Regions from separate parts of the Gossypium hirsutum genome. Here region 1 is linked to region 2. Evidence: chromatin contacts called from public Hi-C data. All regions are on one chromosome and are shown on one strand. Each heading gives the region's core, a stretch centred on a gene start, on an enhancer-like site or on the middle of the called end of the contact. The rest is flanking DNA. Distances are from core to core; before and after follow the strand shown. Region 1 holds the start of LOC107949941 (probable protein phosphatase 2C 23). Region 2 holds the start of LOC107950159 (triosephosphate isomerase, cytosolic).

Region 1 (4,153 bases), core at 1,561-4,060, 130 kb after region 2:
CATCCAACCCAGATACTACTGTTAGCTTGTAATTGAAGCTTTTATATCTTGTTATCAAAAATAAAAAATTTTAGTGACAACCCAAAACAAATTTTTTTTAAATGATGAAAATATTTAATTCTCTATAATATGTTTGAAATTGCATTTAAAAAAGTTATGACAATTAAAATTACATAGTACCAACTAATTATTTTTATAACAGTCTCATTTATCTGTTAAAATTTTAGATGTTATTGAAACGTGATTGTTATACACTTATAATGTCATTTGAGACACCTATAACAACATTTGAGGCTCAGGTCGTATTTGATTCTTTTTTAGATTTTAAAATTTAAAAAACATAATATATTAAGAATATTAGTGGTTGAGATTTAAACAAGTTCACAAATGTAATTTCATTTATTAAAAATATTTGTCTAATAAAATTATTAAATAAATTTTATTATTTCTATTTGACTAAAGAATATAATTAATTGTACTAAAATTTGAGACAAAAAGATGTTATAGAGAAGAATATATTTGCAATGGTTTACTTGTGTTACAAGAAAAGGGATATGTTAAGGCTTTAATACAAACATATTGCTTTGAGGCGGTCAAAGCTATTGACGATGGCTGTTTGGGGACATCGAATTCGGCTTTGCTTGGATGAATTCAGTAGATGTTACAGTGCAAGGAACATTGGGTGCTTAGGTATGTCCCTAGGGAGAGAAATCAATTCGTTGATTGTTTAGTGTTGAGAAAGACTGAATGCTTTTAATCATTTAGTTTAATTTAATTATCTCATATTTTTATTCGCCAAAAAATAAATAAATGAAGAGAGAGAGAAAATATATAAATATTACATTAAAAAATATTAAATTAAGATACCAAATAATATATTAAGCTAATATAAAAAAATGATGTAGTTGAAAGGGAAATGTTAGCAAAATCATTAATCATTGGTAATATTTTTGTGTTTCAAAATGTTTGACTTAAAACACTCATTAATACCATATATCTAATTAACAAAAAATAATATTTAATTTTAAATTTACAAATTGTTAAAACGCACAAATACGCCCGTAAACTATCACTCTCAATTAATGTATCCATCAAAATTGAAAACCCTTTAACAAAATTTGTCAACTTGTCCAGGAGCGTGAATTCCACGCTCTTTAAATTACAGACTCTATTCAAACTACAATAATAAACCTTCCCTTAAACACCACCAAATTTATGCAAAGGTAAAATTTATATATGAAATTATGTAGCATTTTAAAAATTCCACTCTCATTTAATTTTGTTTCCTAAGCGGTATGTTTCTCTATTGTTTTGCCTAGTGGTGGTGTCTGCCTTTGAGTTGGTTATCGCACGTCTTTTTCTCCCTCCCACCAACTCTTTCTTTCTTCCTTCTTCTCATTCACTTTACATGTTTTATCTCTTTTCAGCTTACAGATCTATTTTGTGGGTATCTTTGTTATCTTCACAAATTGTGATGAACAGATGACAGTGTCTGTCGTTAGTTAAAACTCCACTGGCGACCAGTAATTTTTATTGGAAAGTGGGTGCCTTTTCGTCAGCTTCTCAATTTGTTTATGTTTTGAGAATATTTAAGGATAACAAATGATTTCACGAGTTGATTTGAACTTGTGTTGTTTTAAGTTTTATATATATTTTTGTTTGTTTTTCTATTGTTTAATAAGTTTTTAGTTTTAGAAGTTTTTGTTTGCTCTTGTAGCAAGTTCTTTAGCCTTACTTATGCATGTAACATTAGTTTTACAAGTGATTTTATGGATAATTTTATTGTCGTCCTCTCTAGTTTGGTAAATAGTTGACTCTTTTGTCAATTTTTGCTCACGACTTTGGACTATTTAGGACTAATTTCTTTATCGTATTAACTGCTTGCAATTACTGTAAATATGTCGTACTTGAGTTGTGACAAAATTACCAATTGTTAATGTGTTATGGTGTTCTATTTATGCTGAGGCTAGAGCCTTTATTATGTTGATCGAGCTTATCCTTTACCATTTACGACGAGTATTTGTTAATTTTTCCCCTGAATTATATAGTTTCATTTATTACGTTTGAAACTCATAACTAATATTACACAAATAGAATGCCAAATATTGGATTTGGGATCGAAAGGTTTCTAATTTTGGATTGGGATTGTAAGATTTTTAAGTAGTGTGTTAAAAAATAGATTAATGTCAAATTATATATATATATATGGTTTTCACACAACTTAAAATAGTCAGATGGGCAGTTTTCTTTTAAAAACATCACAAATCCAATTTAATGAAATTTTTTTGAGAAGATTAAAACTTTAAAATTAAAAGTAGAACTAAATTCTAAATGTGAGAATAGTATAGAAAGCAAAAGCATTAAAAAATTTTATTTTATATTAAAGGGTTAAAACATGCTATTAGTCCCTGTACTTATCCAAAAATTGAAATTTTGTAATTGTACTTTAAAAGTTAAAAAATCAATTCTCTTGTTTTTTCAATTTAAAAATTATAGCCCAATAATTATGGTTGCTTGTAAGTTTTGTTAAAATTTGTCAATTAAATGCAAAATTTGACGAAATACAAACAATGTTAATGAGTGGATTGTAATTTTTAAATCAGAAAAGAGAGTTAAAATTTTAACTTGTAAGTACAAGGCGTAAAAGTTAAATCATGTCAAAGTACAGGGACTAACAGCATATTTTGAGCATATATATTTCAAAATTTGTGAAACTCAACTAAAAATATAAACCCCTTCTTAGTCAACGCCCCCACCACTCACTTCACCCAAAACATTAATAAAGTTAAAATAAACAATAAAAGCATAAAAACACTAATAAAATGGAACCCAAAAGAAAGTGTATTTTTTTCCTTCAATTTGAAAAGCTTCTCTCTTTCCCTTACCAAAAGTCAACGCCTTTCTTCTTCACCTTCCTCTTCTTATCTTCTTTCTCTTTTCCCCCTGAAAGTTTAAGAGCAAAATAAAAGAGAGAAAAAGGGAACACAAATATATCGAATTTTTATTTTTAATTCTTTTGGGGGGTTATGGGTAACGGTTTCGGCAAGTTAAGCGTGTGTTTCACCGGCGGCGGCGGATATGGCGGAGGGGAAGAAGCTCGAGGTCGGAAGGAAATCTCCATGTTACTATCGGATCCCCTCGACGAAGGCCTTGGCCACTCCTTTTGCTACGTCAGACCCGACCCGACCCGACTCTCTTCGTCCAAGGTCCATTCCGAGGAATCCACCACGACTTTCCGTACGATCTCCGGCTCCTCCGTCAGCGCCAACACGTACACGCCGCTCTCGACGGCGCTGGTGGACCCGTACGTCAGCTACAGCAACGGCTGCTTCGACAGGGCGGCTGCTTTCGAGAGCACCACATCGTTTTCCTCGATCCCGCTGCAGCCGATCCCTAAGAGCTTGATAAATTCTTCCGGTCCGATGTCCGGTAGCCTCGTTCCAGGTTCGGGTCCCTTGGAAAGAGGGTTTATGTCGGGTCCGATCGAGAGAGGGTTCATGTCGGGTCCCCTCGATAATGTTAATAACAATTACAGTCGTGGGTTATTTTCGGGTCCACTCGAAAAAGGCTTCTCCGATCAGTTTCAAAGAAGCTTTTCCCATGGCGCTTTTGCTTTTAAACCCAGATCGAGAAAAGGGTCTTTAATTCGGATCCTCCAAAGAGCAATCTCGAAAACCGTTTCTCGCGGCCAAAACTCTATCGTTGCTCCGATTAAGGGTGTCGTTTCAATTAAAGAACCCGAATGGATAATCGGGTCCGAAAAGAACCCGATTCCCCATCACAACGAGAATTTAACCGTCAGCAGCTTGAATCTGAGCAGCGAAGGTAGCTTAGACGACGAGGAGTCAATGGAAAGTCAAAATCTTCAATGGGCACAGGGGAAAGCCGGCGAGGATCGGGTACACGTCGTTGTTTCGGAGGAACATGAATGGGTTTTCGTTGGGATTTATGATGGATTCAACGGCCCTGATGCTCCTGATTATTTGTTATCAAATCTTTACTCCAATGTTCATAAAGAACTCAAGGGTTTATTGTGGGATGATGGGTTCGAACAAGCCCCTGCAACTTCCCCTGAAGATGAAAAACAGAGCAATGAACTAGAATCAGCTAAGGGTTGTTCATATGATGCTTGTTCCCGATGTTTAGAGCAAGA
Region 2 (4,458 bases), core at 685-3,184:
AATGAGCTCCACAACCACCCAACCCCCCCCCCAAATATTTTATTCTCTTCATAAACTTGTTTCCAAGCTTTGGAATTGCATTGTGACACTTCCATCATGTATACAAATATATGAACCCTTTTTCCTGCATGATTTGCTTTTAGAAGTTTAAAGTGTGTTCCAACAAAAGCCACCATATGGCAAAGTCTTCCACGCCCAAACTTCTTGGGTGTCAAAAACAAAGGTGGTGAGTTCAGATGAGGGGAAAAAGTTATGTTAGGTGTGTTGTAATTATTGGAAATACCTCTAAAATTTTTGAAAAAATAAATTAAGAATACAACCAATTGATTTAATTTTATATGTATGTGACATTAGAATATATCACAAATTGGAAGTCAGATTGAACAAGAAGATGCCAATACAACAAAAACTTAAACATACCAAATGGCAAACGTGACCAATTGGAACTCAGCCACAGCAATAAACAATTTATTTATAACAAAACTTGATCACAAATATTGTTGTAATTGAGTATCCAACACAGTCGAAACCTATGTTTTAAACAAAACTATGTAGTCGTCGTGAAAGGCATATGAATTCTATCCTATAGTTCTACCTTCAATGAATCAATTTCAAGTCCAGAGATTAGTGAATGATAGTGCCACCAAAAAAGCACGTTATGAGTTTGAGTAAGATTAAAAGTGTTGCATAACTGATATAATCAAACCATCAAAACTCACTCACTCACTCACTCACTCACTCACTCACTCATATTTGGATTTTAAGTTCTAATTCCCTACCCCCCAAAAGAAAAGAAGAGTTCAATATACATTCACTTCAAGTTGAATTTTTAATAAGAAAAAAACAGCATTACACCATTTATCAATAACCCAATTAAGAAAAAGGTTCAAATACCTTCCACCTCTCCTTCACCTAAGCTTCTGCTTGGTGGAACTTTTCTTAGCCGCTTCCTTAACCTTCTCAATATACCCTTCAATAGGTGGATTCAAAGACGCCATCAATCGATTTGCCGGAAATGGGGTCAAATCTGGTATCATAGCCGCCTCCCTAAGTTTCCCCGGCAACGCTTCAATTGCCTCGTTTTTCATTCTCAACAAATTAGTCTCAGCAGCCTGCCTTGCCCTATGCTTCCTCATCAAAACCCGACTATACTCCTTGGCCAATCTTTGGCCATCCTCCACCGTCAGCTCATATTTGGGTATCTTATCAGCATCGACAAGGCCCAATGTAACCAAATCCAGCCCCGGAGTTCCCATAACCATAGGCTCGTCAGGGACTCCCATTGCTTTTCTTCCTCCCTTCTTCAAAATCTCCATTTCCCGTTGCCGCTCCTTGCTTATTAATCCCAATTTTTCCCGTTCGGCTTCGCGGGCTCGCTCTTTCGGTGAGAGGTGACGGGCCGGCGTGGGTGCATTGAGGCATTGTTCGTAGAGTTTTTGCTTCTCGTCAGGGATTCAGCCGCCTTTGGGGAGGGAATCGTCGAGAGGAGCGCCGCCTTTACCTTTTTTAGTGGAGATTTTGGAGCGTTTTAAAGGTTGGCCAGCTTTGAGCTTGGATTTGCCTTTGGCGGTTCCACTGACGGTGCAACGTTGGAGGAGTTGGTGAGTCACAATTCTTAGAGGTTTGGGGTTTTTGGCGATTCGGATCATGGTGTTCCTGGGAGGTTTAAGGGTTCTACCAGGGGTGTGCAAATTTCGGCGGAGGGTAGGTTAATTATTTTTTAATTTTTCGGTTAACGGTTAATTCGGTTAGAAACCGGTTGGTTAATCGAATTTTTTCGATTTAACCGAAAAAATTAATAAATAAAATTATAATATATAAATAGGCCCACTATTCACCTAAACTTAATCCAAACTCAAGTATTCAACTCAATTCAATCATAAAAATTACAAATAATTTAATAAATAAAAATAAAATTCTAAAACTAAATCTAAAGTCTAAAAGTCTAAAAATAATTTAATTATGTAGTGATTTAATTCGGTTAATTCAGTTAATTCGGATAATCCGGTTAATTCGGTTAATTTTTAACCAAAAATAAAAAATATATAATTTTCGATTAATTCGGTTAACCGACCGAATTAACCGAAAAAATTTTAGTTCGGTTAATTTTTTTGAAAAAATTTCGGTTCGGTTAACGGTTAAAAATTTTGAAAGGTCAGTTAATTCGGTTAATGTTATTTTGGGTCGGTTAACCGGTCAGTTAACCGAATGAACACCCCTAAATTCTACCTGAGAAAAATGGAGAAATATGAAATAACTTAGGTTTAAGGTTAGCAAACCGGGTTTAGTTAATTTGGGCCGAAATAGGTTAATTAAATGGTAACGACTAAACTGCAAAAAGGGTAAACGTTGCGAGTAGCCCAAGAGCAGTTAATTAATCCTCGTTTTCATCGCAAATAATCCCAAAAAAAAAATCAACCCCCAAACACAAAACTTCATGGCTCGGAAATTCTTTGTCGGCGGCAACTGGAAATGTGTATGTTTCTTCTTCTGTTTCTCAATAAATTTCTTTTTTTTCTTTTTAATTCAAAATTTGATCTCATACTCTCTTTAACATCCACTGAATCCATGTTTTGCATTAATATTCGATATTGAAAAACGTTGTCGCGACTCATTTGATCTTTGTACCAAAGCTTAGTTGATTGGTAATTTAAATAGCTCCCTTAGGTTTTTGAGATCTGATCCGTAGTTCTATTTTCATTACTGCATATGTAAATAAAGGGAAGTGGGTTTGTTGCAGAATGGGACAACTGAGGAGGTTAAGAAGATTGTTACAACATTGAATGAAGCTGAAGTTCCTTCTCATGATGTTGTGGGTTAGTGTTCTTTTTTTTTCCTCTTTTTGGGTCTAAAATTTACTTCAATTTTGATAACTATTGAAACTTTTAAATTAACTTCGAATGTTTATAAAGTTAAGATTTATGTTGTGGCAGAGGTTGTTGTGAGCCCTCCATTTGTGTTCCTTACCCTTGTCAAAAGTCTGTTGCGGTCCGATTTTCATGTTGCCGCTCAGAACTGCTGGGTTCGCAAGGGTGGTGCTTTTACCGGAGAAGTTAGGTATGCATTTTGTCTGTTATCCGCTTTATAGATCATTTCTATGGCAGGCTATATGTAATATTGTTGTTTAGAAGGCTTTCTAGATTTTTGCATCGTATCAGCAGTTAACTTCATGTTCTCTTCAAGCAGTGCGGAGATGCTTGTTAATCTAGGCATTCCTTGGGTTATTATTGGTCACTCGGAGAGAAGGGCTCTCTTGAATGAGTCCAATGAGGTAAGTAATACGATTAGGTTCCTGTTATTTTGTAATCTACTTAACGGATTTCCAGTCTTGGTTTTCAGTCACCCAAAGAATCAGATAGTTTTTTTTTTTTTTACTCTTTGCTATATTTCATTCCCCTTTGTGAACTTTAAATGCTTGTCTTTGCAGTTTGTTGGAGATAAAGTAGCGTATGCGCTTTCTCAAGGCTTGAAAGTGATTGCTTGCATTGGAGAGACTCTTGAACAGCGAGAATCAGGCTCTACCATGGCTGTCGTTGCTGCACAGACCAAAGCAATTGCTGGTACTTGCTTTTAGAATATAAAGATCAAAGCAATTATTTGTTTTTCAGATATATGTTATAGCCGTAGTCTAATAGCTTGCCTGGTTGAAGTTTATGATTGTGGTCTCTATAGGTATTTATTTAACTATATACGTTGCATTAGACTTCTTTTATTTCTTCTTTCTAGATATATCTTTTTAAACCTCTATTGCTCGTTTGCAGATAAAGTAACAAATTGGGATAATGTTGTTTTGGCTTATGAACCTGTGTGGGCCATTGGTACTGGGAAAGTTGCAACTCCTGCTCAGGCTCAGGAAGTAAGTTTGAGTTTTTATGCATATATCATTTAAAAGGGTCCTTCACTTTTGCTTTTCACTTGTTTTAATAGTTTGGTCCTTCCATAAATGCCAAGCGCTGTTATATAACGGTTTAGCACAATCTATCCTACTTTTCTTTGCATCTAAACCATTGCTTTTTAATTTGTTCCTATAGAGAAACCATACACTCTTTTATTTTTCATAGAAACATGTGATTGTTTTTTCCAGGTCCATTGTGAATTGAGGAAATGGCTTAATCAAAATGTTGGTGCTGACATTGCTGCATCAGTTAGAATTATATATGGAGGTATTTATCTTTATTGCCTAAACTATTGATCTTATTCAGGTGGTTTTAAGGAAATATAGCATAGCCTGTGTTAGCATGTAAATGTGTTATAACTATAAAATAAAATAAAATAAAAATAACCCTACTTGCATCGATCCTATCTTCTAAATAGTATTTCACCATTCCTGTTGGATTTTGCTATTTCATAGTATCATTCTAAAAAAGTTAGAAACCTTTGCTTGGTTCTCCATGACCTTTCAATTCTCGGGTTAAACCTTTTTTTTTTTTTTGGCTAAACCGGATTGAATCTGATTTT

Evidence for each region. Hi-C and Micro-C count contacts between places; a contact is called where the count stands out from the background.
Region 1: a contact with region 2 is called in a Hi-C map of leaf, with 2.4 times the contacts expected there. The contact joins the promoter of LOC107949941 here to the promoter of LOC107950159 in region 2. A contact is called at or near these places in 3 of 34 Hi-C or Micro-C datasets (all in leaf).

The regions. Positions count from the first base shown.
Region 1 is chrD03:47,125,843-47,129,995 of Gossypium_hirsutum_v2.1, forward strand. It overlaps LOC107949941 (probable protein phosphatase 2C 23), which reads left to right and starts at 2,811. Exons shown (of 4, transcript XM_016884697.2): 1 at 2,811-4,153. The coding sequence starts at 3,027.
Region 2 is chrD03:46,996,985-47,001,442 of Gossypium_hirsutum_v2.1, forward strand. It overlaps LOC107950159 (triosephosphate isomerase, cytosolic), which reads left to right and starts at 1,935. Exons shown (of 9, transcript XM_016884940.2): 1 at 1,935-2,476; 2 at 2,741-2,816; 3 at 2,934-3,057; 4 at 3,187-3,271; 5 at 3,428-3,560; 6 at 3,762-3,856; 7 at 4,085-4,163. The coding sequence starts at 2,438. It also overlaps the pseudogene LOC107950156 and the pseudogene LOC107950158.